Linked DNA regions of Mus musculus: regions 1 and 2 are each linked to region 3. Evidence: chromatin contacts called from public HiChIP or PLAC-seq data. All regions are on one chromosome and are shown on one strand. The core of a region is the stretch at or near the end of the contact, and the rest is flanking DNA. Distances in the headings are between cores, read along the strand shown.

Region 1 (3,803 bases), core at 244-2,743, 150 kb after region 3:
GAAAAAGCCCACATTCTATCACAGTGATGTATGGTTAAACACTTGGATCAAGTCATAACCAGTTTTATTGCAAAAGGACCCTGTACACATTTATCAATTCTAGTACCTTAATAGCTACCCAACAAGTCATTAACATACAGAAACATGCATCATGAAAAGCAAGAAGTATCACCCATCCCTTCTGCGTATTAGCAACTTGTCACTCCTGAGCCACAGTGCTCACATCACTGAGGTCTGTGAACAGTCAGTCACTCTTCCCATTCATCCTGAGTGAAAGATGGAATGACTTAAGTACAAATGCAACATATTATAAACAATTTCTTACAAAAAAAGTCACAAATTAAACCAAAGTATTTTACAGAATTTACTACAAAATGCCATAAAAACCGCTTCAACTTAAGCTCTCTCCCCCCGTATCCGGCGAGCCAACTGGATGTCTTTGGGCATGATGGTGACTCTCTTGGCGTGGATGGCACACAGATTGGTATCTTCAAACAACCCCACCAGGTATGCTTCGCTAGCCTCCTGTTGAGGACAAGAGCAACAGCATTAACACTCCTACTGGAGCAATCAAGCCGCCGCCCCGAGTGCCACCAAGCCTTTTGTCCCTTTACCTGAAGGGCACCGATGGCTGCACTTTGAAACCTCAAGTCGGTTTTGAAATCCTGGGCGATCTCCCTCACCAATCTCTGGAATGGCAGCTTCCGGATGAGCAGCTCAGTCGATTTCTGGTAACGACGGATCTCTCTCAGAGCCACGGTCCCTGGCCTGCAGTCACCAGAAGAAGGAAGGCGTCAACGGTCAGGGAGAAGGGAGAGAGCGCCCGCCCGCAAGCCGGCGGCCAAGTCATTGTTCCCAGCCCTCTGCCTACCTGTAGCGGTGAGGCTTCTTCACCCCGCCGGTAGAGGGCGCGCTTTTCCGAGCCGCCTTGGTGGCCAGCTGTTTGCGGGGGGCTTTCCCACCGGTGGACTTCCTAGCGGTCTGCTTGGTTCGGGCCATTTTTTTTCACCTGCGAGACAAGCGACGTTCAAGGCCAGGTCACCGGGCTCCGGCTGCCAGGCGCCCCTCCTCGCCGCAGCAGATGGCGGCCGCCGCCTCCTCCCCCTCCCCTAATGACTCAGGCTGCGCCGGGCTGCGGCCTCCCCCGGGAGGGGGAGCGCGGGGAGGAGCAACTTCCCGCTCCACGGGCGGCCGGAAACACCGCGGCGGGACCTGTGAGTCACCACCGGGAAGCAGACAGGACGGAGGTGGCGGAACGCGACCGAACTCGACCTCCCGGGCTGCCTCACCGACCAGACCGTCGGCTGCCAGCGACCGCGGTCCTAAAAGCCAGGGAGGCTCCGGCCGCCGGCAGAGCCGCGAACTCACCCAAAGCCGAGTCTGGGGCCCTTGCTGAGACCGAGGCGACGCTGGAAGCGCTCGAACAAGAGCCGCAATCGGCGAGCAGAACGGGCAGATACTCCACCAACGAACGACCAAACCGCTCTGCGCTCCAAGCCCCCCGACGCCTCCATATTTATAGAGACGCTGCACGCTGCGTCAGTGCGTCACAGAACCCTGATTTGCATACACCAACGACTTTTTCGATTGGCGGGAGCTTTCGCCGACGCGCTGACATCTCCCGACACAAAGGCCGTACTTCGGGGCCGTTTCCTGATTGGCCGGTGTTCAGGCCACTGATTGGCTGTTACAATTGCTTCAGGATTGGCTGGATGCAAAGAGGAACAGACGAATCAGAGTTTAGCACTAGGGAGCTCTTCTGATTGGATAAAATGGAGCTATGTTTGGATCCTTCTCTTGGTTCCAAAGCTCTACAATAGAAAGTCAATGCAAATGAATTGCACTAGTCTCCTGGAATTTAAGAAAGTTGGGTCGGCAAGAGTCTACGACTTTTTTGCATCAAGAGACCATTTTAGAGAGATTTTGCGTAAATATAATAATAGTAATTATTACTATTATTTTAATGTAGGATGAAATTATTCCCTGAATAATTTACTTTCTGTAATTTTCATCGTTTAATATAGTATGAGAAATGTAATCCAGTCAGTCATCTTACAGCATATAGTGTTTTGTGCACTGTAAATGCATACACATTCTAAAGCATAAAGCAATTGTTTGATGGGGAAGGGTAATAGACACAAAGAATCAAAATTCAAAAAAATTATTTCCGAGTTGGGTGGTGCTGCAGGCCTTTAATCTCAGCTTTTAGGAAGCTCAAAGGCAAGCAGATTTCTGTGAACATGAGGCCAGCCTGATCCACAGGGGGTGGGGGGTTCCAGGCCAAGCAGACCTACCTACAGAGATCTTGTCTTTTATAAATCCTGGTTTGTTTGTTTTTTCTCCAGGACTACATAAACCAAGCTCCAGGTGCATGAAGGTAATATCAGAGATGGAATCAGGATCCAAAATTCAAGGTCATTCACAGCTACTTAAGTCAAGGCCAGTCTAGGATATATAAAACAGTTTCAAGAAAACAAAAAACAACAAAAGGGGACTGTTCCTTGCATCCTAGCGCTCTGGAGGCAGGCAAAGCCATGTGAGTTTAAAGGCAGGACCACACCAGCAAAAGCTACCCAGGGAGACCGTGTCTCAAAACAAAACAACAAATACCTATTTTTGCATGTTTAATTCAGGCCATCACAAAATATTTTATTTCAATGTACTTAGAGTTAATAAGAAGTTGTCAGGCATGCTGGCACACACATTTCTTTAATCCCAGCAACCTGGAGACAGAGGCAGGTGGCTTTGAGGCCAACCTGGTCTACATAGAAATTACAGAATAGCCAGAGCTACTTAGTGAGTCTCTGTCTTAAAAACCAACCAAAGGGGGCTGGTGAGATGGCTCAGTGGGTAAGAGCACCCGACGGCTCTTCCAAAGGTCTGGAGTTCAAATCCCAGCAACCACATGGTGGCTCAAAACCATCCTAACGAGATCTGACTCCCTCTTCTGGAGTGTCTGAAGACAGCTACAGTGTACTTACATATAATAAATAAATAAATCTTTAAAAAAAAAAAAAAAAAAAAAAAAACCAACCAAAGAAGTAGTAATTACCTGCTTGTATATTTCTTGAACTATTTAATTCGACTGCATGAAATAAATACACCGGAAGAGTAACAACCTCAAGAGGGTGTCATGTCCATAAGGAGAAGATAATATAAAAAATGGGTGTCCTTGTGTAATATTTGGTAATTATTACTTATGTCAAAAACCTGACAGATTTTAGAAAGATGTCTGAATGTTTTGCCTGGTTGGTGCCCGTGGGAGTTAGAATAGGGTACTGGATTTACGGTTGGTTGTGAGCCACCATGTGGATGCTGAAAATTGAATCCAGGTCCTCTGCTAAAGCAACAAGTGCTCTTAATTGCTGAGCTATGTCTCCAGCATTATAAAAATACCACTTTTGGGGACAGGGATTGCGGTTGCAAGTTTGAGTTTGAGGCCAGCTTAGTCTACAGAACAAGTTCCAGGACATCCAGGGTTACATAGAGAAACCCTGTAAAATCCCAGTCTTTATCTTGTTTAATGAATTATCAGTATAATGAAATATTCAAATATAAGACAACAAAGCAAGTCTAAGTGTTACCAGTCAAAGCCCAGAAAAGTGAGACCTACTGCCTGCAAGTCCCCATCTTCCTGCCTTGGTGCCTCCAGAGTGCTGGGATTTCAGATGTGTCAGTGAGGACATGTGCCTACTCCTTTCCCTTTGAGACAGGGGTCTCACTCTGTAGCCCAGGCTACCCTGAAAATCACTATGTATTCCAGTATATCTTGATCTTGTGACTATCCTCCTGCCTCATTCTTC
Region 2 (3,943 bases), core at 561-3,060, 200 kb after region 3:
GGCCTTCAGGCAAAATACTGGCTTCTGTAAGGATGGGAGGGGGCTGCCTGAGTTCCCCTGAGGTGACCAGCTTTCTTCCCGCGCCCCTTCCTCAACCAGCGTGCCCGGGACCAGTTTACCTCGAGCTCCCTGACGCGCCGCAGCATCTGCTGGTGCTCCTCAGGCTGCACCTGGAAAGCCTGAAGGGGGCAGAGGTGTGGGAGGCTGGGGAGGGGACACAAGGTGGTGGGGAGAGAGGGCCGAGCCTTGGCTCATCCTAGGAGGATGGGTGAGGGTGGAGGCTGGGTTTACCTCCTGCAGATAGCTCAGCAGTTCCGAGGCCTCCTTCACATGGTTGGGCTCTGGCTGACCCAGGCGGTGCAGGACAGTATAGAGGGCTTCCTCATACAGCAGGTCCCGCTGAGACATAGCAGGGTCCCATCATCACCCAGAAGCCCTCCCTGAGACCCACACCTCTGGCCCAGGAAAAGGGACAAAGTGGCAGATGTCCAGTGAAGGTTGAGACACAGCGTGTTCTCTACCAGGCTGCTGCATCCTCAGACTCTGGGGGCTGAGGGGCCTCCTCCATCATCCCCCACACTCTCCCAACATCTCCTCTTACCTCCTCTGGGGAGAAATGGTGGGACTGAACCTGGACCTAGGAGCAAGGTAGAAAGACACGGCGTCCCTGGAGGCCTCTCCAGCCAGCCAGGAAGGGCCATGCCTAAGACAGTGGAACCCCAGCACCTCGGCCTCTGGGCCGACCATGTCCCTCACCTGTTCCAACATAAGGCTCTCTGAAGGGCTGACCCCTGGCCCATCTTGCCCATGCCCTGGCCCGCCATGCCTGAGGTCCATGAGTGTTCAGGCCCAGCTGTGGGCTGTTTAGCACCTGCCCCCCTCTCCTTCCCCAGAGGAAACAGCAGTGCTTATCAGACGGCCACCGGCTCCTCACCCCAGCAGCGGAAGTGAGGCCTAGCAGCAGAAGTGGGTGAGTTGGGGGAGATGGCAGGCATGTCTTTGCTAGCTCAGAGGGGACCCCCAGGTAGCCCACTGTCATTGGAGATAACTGTTTCGTGGGGCTGGAACCTTCAAAGCTATAGGAACAGGGTGGGCCTGGAGTACAAGCCCACCAAAAAGAAGGGACTGGAGAAACCCACCGTGGCTCTGAGGATACTTGGTGGACCCCTCTGCCCACCCACAAGTACCCCCAGGGCCGTAGAGGGCAAGCGGGTGGGGGCCTGCCTCCCACATCCAAGCCCCACTACTACTGAGCACCCCCGGGCTGGCTCTTGCCCCTTCCTGCAGTCACTCCTACCTCCTGGGTGGCTTGGGGTGGTGGATCCTGCAGGTCTCTGACCCTGCGGCGCCTTATCTTGATGGCCTGGCGCAAGAGTGGACGCCGCTGGGGGTGGGAAAGGTGTGTCGCCATGGTGGTTGGCTCTGCCCTTCACTCTGCCACCCCCTGGCTGCGGCCGGGTGGAAACAAGGAAGCCGCAGGGTGATGCAAAGGGCCCCCGGGCTACACTCTGCTGGGGAGGGTGGAGGAAAGGAAGGGTCAGGGTGTCACTGCCTTGGTGGGGCCTTCTCCAAGCTCCCAGCAACACCCTTCAGCCTTCATCCCCGCCAGATCTTCCTCAGCCAGGAGAAAGTGGGCACAGTGGGCAGGCAAGCCCCACCCACCGTCCCACGGAGGCTCTGGGGAGAGTCCAGAGCTCCTGGCAACGGGTAAGGCCAGGCTAAGGCCGCTGCCTGCTTCAACTATGCCTGGACCGGGGAACCCACCCGCCCACCGGAGACCTGTGGTGTTCTCACCCTAAGGTTTTCTGAATGGGCCCCAGATCTGGGGCAGGGTGGGGCAGGCTCAGGGCGGTGGCTCCAGAGAGGCTAGAGGCAAGAGGCGTTCCTCAGCCAATTGCTCAGCCTGCTCCACCCCACAGGTGACATTCCAGGCAAGGGACAGAACTACTTTGTGTTAGCCAGAGATGGGGAGGAGAGGAGATGAGGCCTCGGAGCAGTCTCTGTGCGTGGGAGCATTTTGATCTGGGATCTCCCACAGCTCTCTGGCTCACTGTGAGTGGGGTGCAGGTCCGGCTTAAGGACTGCCATATTCCACCGTCTTCTTTCCTGGGTAAGGTGGCATGAAGGCACACACTGTGGTAGCCAGCCCAGCGACCCTCCCTCGTAGAAGTCCTGGCACGCCTGTGCTCAGGAGGGGAGCGGGAGGAGCAGATGGGACACAGGCCTCGTCCTGGCCCCCGCTGGCAGTGGGTGGCACAGACACCATCCCAGGCAGGTGCAGGGGCGTGGGGGCTCTGTGGGAAGGTTGAGAACCAACCACTCGCACTGAGACGGAAACCGGCCTTCTAGCCCCGCCCCCAGCAGCCCGCAGCCCCTCCTCCGGAAGACCTCACCCTGGTCACCACACAAGAGTCAGAGAACCTCCAGTCACTTCGTTTTTACTATTTCACAGTTGTAGCAAACAAATCAAGGTGCAAACAGGGTTTATTTCACATTAATATATTAACTGGACATTTTGTGTCAAATAAATAGGAATTCTCTTTAAATAACCATCTCCTCATTTTGTGTCTGGACCAGGAACGAACAAGAGCAATTCTTAGTGCATCCAGGGGGCGTGAAGCTTACAGAGGGGCAGACTGCAGGTTAGAGGTCACATAGTTGGAAGGCCTCAGTCCCAGATCAAAGGGCCTGGCGGGACAGACATGCATTCTCTATCCCTCCTGCAGAGCAGCCCCCTGTAAAGGGGAGAGGAGAGGAGGCGAATAATTCCCAGAAACAGTAGCATAGGGGCAGAGGGGCTTCCTCTGTAACACAGTGGCTTCACCTCTGATGCCAGCCACTGGAAGCGCCCAGCAAAATCCCTGGAAGCTCTCACAAAGAACAAGGTGGCCGGGTAAGTGTGACTGGACTGACAGTCTGCTGGGACAGCGGCCTTCCAGAGCCAGGAGCACACCAGGGGTAAGGAATGTGAACAGGGTTTGGCAGGGCCTGTTGGGGAGACACATGGCTGGTCTTAGGAGCCCAAGAGATGAAGAACAATGGTCACCAGGCTGAAGGGGCTGGGCAGCAGTGAGGAGTGGCCAGAGAGTCCCTCTGTATGGGTGGGGGCTAGTATCATGAGGAACGAGGGTCACCCCGTGCTCCTGCGAGCTCCAGAGATGGTGAAAGGGAAGCTGGGAAGAAGAGCGCTGTGAGCTGAGCTAGGGCGAGAAGCTGGGACGTGCCTCTCAGAGGCCAGGAGTTCCACCTTTCTATCAGGGCTAGCTCCTGCTAACTTTATACTCAGGCCTGGGGAAGAACAGGGCCCTCCCTGGCCTCCTGGAATCCCAGATGCAGCCCCACGGGAGGCCCAGGAAGGGGTCTCTGGGTAAGAGGCGGGAAGTGGGCAGGGTCTACTGGGTCTTCTTGTCTTCTGGGGGGTAGTAGGGTGGTGGTGGAGGCTGGCTCTAGAGAAAAAAAAAAAAAGTTCACATGAGACATCACAGGACTAGCTGTGCTGGCTTCCAACGCCAGCTCCCAGGCTGCGTGACTAAGAAGGCGGTCCCCTGCCAACTCACCGTGGGCATGTAGACATTGTGTGGGTTGCCTGGGTTGTAATAGGCACTGGCAGCGGCTTCTGCAGCCTTGGCCTCGGCTGTTAAAGCAAACACATGGGGAGATAGCAGCAAGCGGTGAGCCCCTCCTCCGCCCTCATCCAAGCTCCTAGGCCCATTTGTAGGCGAGAACACTGAGTTACAGAGGTGATCTTCTGACTCCAAAAAGGTCACCATAAGCCAAGAAGCCACAGAGTCCTCATCTCACCGTACCTTTGGATTTGTGTTCTGTGGCACCTGGGATAGAGCCCAGGCCCAGCCCACTCAAGCAAGTGCACACTGAACCACACCCAGCCCTTGGATATAGCTCTTCACCACCAGGCTACCACTGTGCTGGTGCCTTTTGGGTG
Region 3 (3,499 bases), core at 198-2,697:
TTCCTTCTCTTTTTTTCTTTCTTTCTTTCTTTCTTTCTTTCTTTCTTTCTTTCTTTCTTTCTTTCTTTCTTTCTTTCTTTCTTTCTTTCTTTCTGGTCTCACTTTGTAGCCCAGGCCATCTATAAACTACTTGTAGGCCATGTTAGCCTTGAATTCACTGAAATCCTCCTGCCTCTGCCTCCAAGTGCTAGGATTAAAGGCCACAATACCTTGCTCTTTCTCTGTCTGTCTGTCTGTCTATCTATCCTTTCTTCCTTTCTTCCTCCCTTTCTTTCTTTCGTGAGACTGGACCTAGAATTCGCTGACTCGGCTAGTCTGGGTATCCAGTGAGCTCCAAGCATCTGTCTGCCTTTACCCTTGGCTCTGAGGTGACAGACACTGAGGTCACTAATGAGCTGTCTTATCTGGAGCTCAGCTCCTCATGTGTGTGCAGCAAGCTCTTTGCCAACTAAGTCATCCTCCTGGCTCTGAGACTTATTTTTATTTATTTATTTATTTATTTATTTATTTATTTATTTATTGTATGTGTATAAGTGCTGTGAACACATGTCTGTGTACCACATGTATGCCTGGAGCCCTTGGAGGTCCGAAGAAGGAACATGCAAACAGAATATCTTTGAGAATTTCCCAGCTATGAGATCAGTAAATAAAATTTAGGGGGCTAGAGACATGGCTCAGTAGCTAAGAGCATTCGTTGTTCCTGCAGAGGACCAGAGACGAGTTCCTAACACCTAGGTCAGGAGACCTTAACTGCCTCTAACTCCAAGCCCAGAGATCTGACGCCCTCTTCTGGCCATCTATGAATCCTGCATGCACATGCACATAGACCCCCACACACACATATGCATAATTAAAAACAGAAATCCTAAAAGCTAGCAGTGGCAGCACATGCCTCTATACTCGTAGCACTCAGCGGGCAGAGGCAGGTTCAGGGCCAGGCTGGTCTTCATAGTGAAACAGTCTGAGAACAAAATATTTCCTGGTTCCCCGTAGCATTCTGTTCTTTGAACATTACTGTTGAACATCAGGGGTTTCACCGATCCAGGGTCCATTTTCACACTACGGTCTAGGTTTAGAAAGGGTTCAGGTACCAGGGCAGAAGCTTAAGTTTCGGGTCCCACCCTCCCCAACGTTGCTCCTATGGCCTCCAGGAAGCGATATCTCCAGCGGAGGTCAGCTCTGGGACAGCTGAACACCATTCTCCTAGTGGCCCGGCCCCTGCTCCGGAGACGACAGAAGCTACGGGTATGAGGGGTTTAGAAGTGTTCATGGATTGTGGGGAAGCTCAGGATGGGAGCCAGGTGACCTTGGCTGGCCAAGTGGGCAGAATCCTAACAGCCTCAACTTGCTGGGTCTGAAATCTGTGAGCCCACTGCTTACTGACTATCTCCATTTCCTGTTCCGGCTGGGGCCCTGTGGCTGTTGTCTGGCTTCCTCTTGCTCCTCCCTGCACCGTTCCCCCCAGGCCTGACTCCCCCTTTTAGCCCCAGTTCCTTCTGTTCCCTCCAGGCCCCTGAGGCCTCTTCTACTCTCCCTCTTGCCTGATGACTCCTATGTGAACGCCATAAAAGCTGCTCAAAGGTCAATGCCCACATTCTGCCCCCCTCCCTGGCTCCTCCCTGGCTGGACTTTGTCCCCTGAGACCATTTGTCCCCTTCTTCTTTACCTCTTCCTGGTGCCCTAGCAGACAGGCAGTGACATCCACAGCCTGGTGACGGTGAGATTGGAGAGGGGGTAGGGGGGTAGGTGAGGTCGGGTGGTGGCACCCTCTGGGTCTATGACATTCTCTCGCTACCATCCTGTCTCCTGGGGACAAGAGGGGACACTGAGCTGCTGAGTTGGGGATGGGCTGCTAGTGGTGTGGGGGCATCAACTCTTGCTGGATCTCTCCCACAGTGTGCCCCTGGCCCGCACAGCGGGGAGCCCTGGGGGAAAGTGTCAAATATGGTGAGTGATCTTGGAAGCGGGTGCGGGAGGTGGGGTGGGGTGGGGGTCCTGTGTGGTGTCAGCCTGGCATAGTATGGGGAAGAGTATGGCACGTAGGATGCCAAACTGTCCCTTGTGTGCCACCTCAGCAGAAGATTGGGACTCTCTCGGTTTTCCTCAGAGGCTCTGGAAACCCGACCATCTGTTTCCAGGATGCATCCTTGTTCTTTAGGGACAGCTGTCATTCTGGAGATTTGGGGAGGGGGTGTGCCCAGTCCTTCTCGGCTGTCCTTTAGTTCCTGATCATTGATTCACTCCACCAGGACCTGGGTCGCTTAGAGATCCCCGCCCAGCTGGCTACTCTGCTGGAGAGGGCGGAAGGTGAGTCCTCTTAGTGTAGAGATGGGGTCCCTTCTGCTGCTCAGCTGGCCTACCACACCTGCCTCTTTCCCTGAGCCACTCACCGGCACTCTGCCAACCTGATGGGAGGAGTGGCAGAACTGAGTGTCCTAGGCTGCCTCTTGTGTTCCTTCCCAGGCCACCAGGCCTTGCTGACGGGGAGCATCACAGAGTCCCTGCCACCTGAGGTCCCCGCCCGGCCCAGCCTGACTCTCCCTCCAGACATTGACCAGTTTCCCTTCTCCAGTTTTGTATCCACCAGCTTTCAGGTGAGTCGCCTCTGGGTTCCTGGCATTCAGAAGCTCCTGTGTAACTCCCACCAGGCACAAACAGGTGTCCACCTTCTCCCAGGACATTCCCGTGGTCAGCAAAGCTGCTTGGGAAACAGTCCTTACCCAGAAGTTTCCAATGCACAGGCTCATTTCGGCCACACCTTTACTGTAACTGTGGGGTTGCCCTACGTTAAAGTTGTGTCCTTAAAGAAGGTTTAACCACCTGGGAAACTTCCCATGCCAGAGGATTAAATATAAAAAGCAGGATTCATAACGGCACGTACAAAAAGATTCTTGTGTTAGTTTATTTACCAATTTTTTTTTTTTTTTTTTTTTTTTTTTTTTGGTTTTTAGAGACAGGGTTTCTCTGTATAGCCCTGGCTGTCCTGGAACTCACTTTGTAGACCAGGCTGGCCTCGAACTCAGAAATTACCAATGTATTTTGATTAATTTATTTATTGATACAGGGTCTCACTGTGTAGCCCTGTTGTCCTAGAACTCACTCTGTAGACCAGACTGGCCTCAAATTCAGAGATCCACCTGCCCCTGCCTCCCAAGTGCTGGCATGAAAGGCATATGTCACACCATGCCCAACCTTATTTTAATAAAGTTAAAGGTGGGGGTCTTAACTTGGGTAGTCCTGGCTGGCCTGGAACTCCTCCCAGAGATCATCAGCCTGTCACTGCTTCCCAAGTGCTGGGATTGAAGGCACAGGGGACTCGTCCTGGCTTGGTGTCCGTTAATGAAAGAATCAAAGGTGGGGAGCTTCTCACTGGGTAAGGCTTCCTGAGCACCCATGTAAGAAGCCAGGGATGACCACGCATGTCTGTAACCCTAGTGTTAGAAAACAGGGGCAGATGAACCCCTGGAATTGCTGGCCAGTAGGCCTATGCAAAACAGCA

Evidence for each region. HiChIP or PLAC-seq counts read pairs in DNA pulled down with a chosen protein or histone mark.
Region 1: a contact with region 3 is called in an HNF4G HiChIP or PLAC-seq map of pancreatic cancer cells. The contact joins the promoter of H3f3b here to the enhancer-like site in region 3. A contact is called at or near these places in 4 of 39 promoter capture datasets (embryonic stem cells, liver and stem cell-derived epiblast-like cells), 1 of 15 datasets of contacts at CTCF or cohesin (CD8 T cells), 1 of 484 Hi-C or Micro-C datasets (embryonic stem cells), 7 of 115 datasets of contacts at active chromatin or transcription factors (the SCID.adh cell line, embryonic stem cells and pancreatic cancer cells) and 3 of 9 other capture datasets (adipose tissue, liver and pancreatic islet).
Region 2: an HNF4G HiChIP or PLAC-seq map of pancreatic cancer cells shows a contact between it and region 3. The contact joins the promoter of Unc13d here to the enhancer-like site in region 3. A contact is called at or near these places in 3 of 39 promoter capture datasets (liver, pre-B cells and stem cell-derived epiblast-like cells) and 2 of 115 datasets of contacts at active chromatin or transcription factors (intestinal villus epithelium and pancreatic cancer cells).

The regions. Positions count from the first base shown.
Region 1 is chr11:116,023,011-116,026,813 of GRCm38.p6, forward strand. It overlaps H3f3b (H3.3 histone B), which reads right to left and starts at 1,494. Exons shown (of 4, transcript NM_008211.3): 1 at 1,369-1,494; 2 at 872-1,009; 3 at 615-768; 4 at 1-525. The coding sequence starts at 999. The coding sequence ends at 397.
Region 2 is chr11:116,076,151-116,080,093 of GRCm38.p6, forward strand. It overlaps Unc13d (unc-13 homolog D), which reads right to left and starts at 1,811. Exons shown (of 33, transcript NM_001009573.2): 1 at 1,795-1,811; 2 at 1,298-1,511; 3 at 602-637; 4 at 292-399; 5 at 120-179; 6 at 1-24. The coding sequence starts at 1,411. Wbp2 (WW domain binding protein 2) reads right to left here. Exons shown (of 8, transcript NM_016852.3): 7 at 3,558-3,634; 8 at 2,421-3,446. The coding sequence ends at 3,393.
Region 3 is chr11:115,875,849-115,879,347 of GRCm38.p6, forward strand. Myo15b (myosin XVB) reads left to right here. Exons shown (of 64, transcript NM_001384233.1): 21 at 1,152-1,245; 22 at 1,831-1,858; 23 at 2,108-2,130; 24 at 2,250-2,307; 25 at 2,464-2,594. Among named protein-coding and RNA genes, the nearest start is that of Myo15b, 20 kb to the left of the region's middle. Within about 2 kb of position 1,448, at least 41 of the 459 cell types and tissues checked have an H3K27ac peak or open chromatin away from gene starts, as enhancers often do. A contact at or near this core is called in intestinal villus epithelium, pancreatic cancer cells and pancreatic islet, where this site is marked.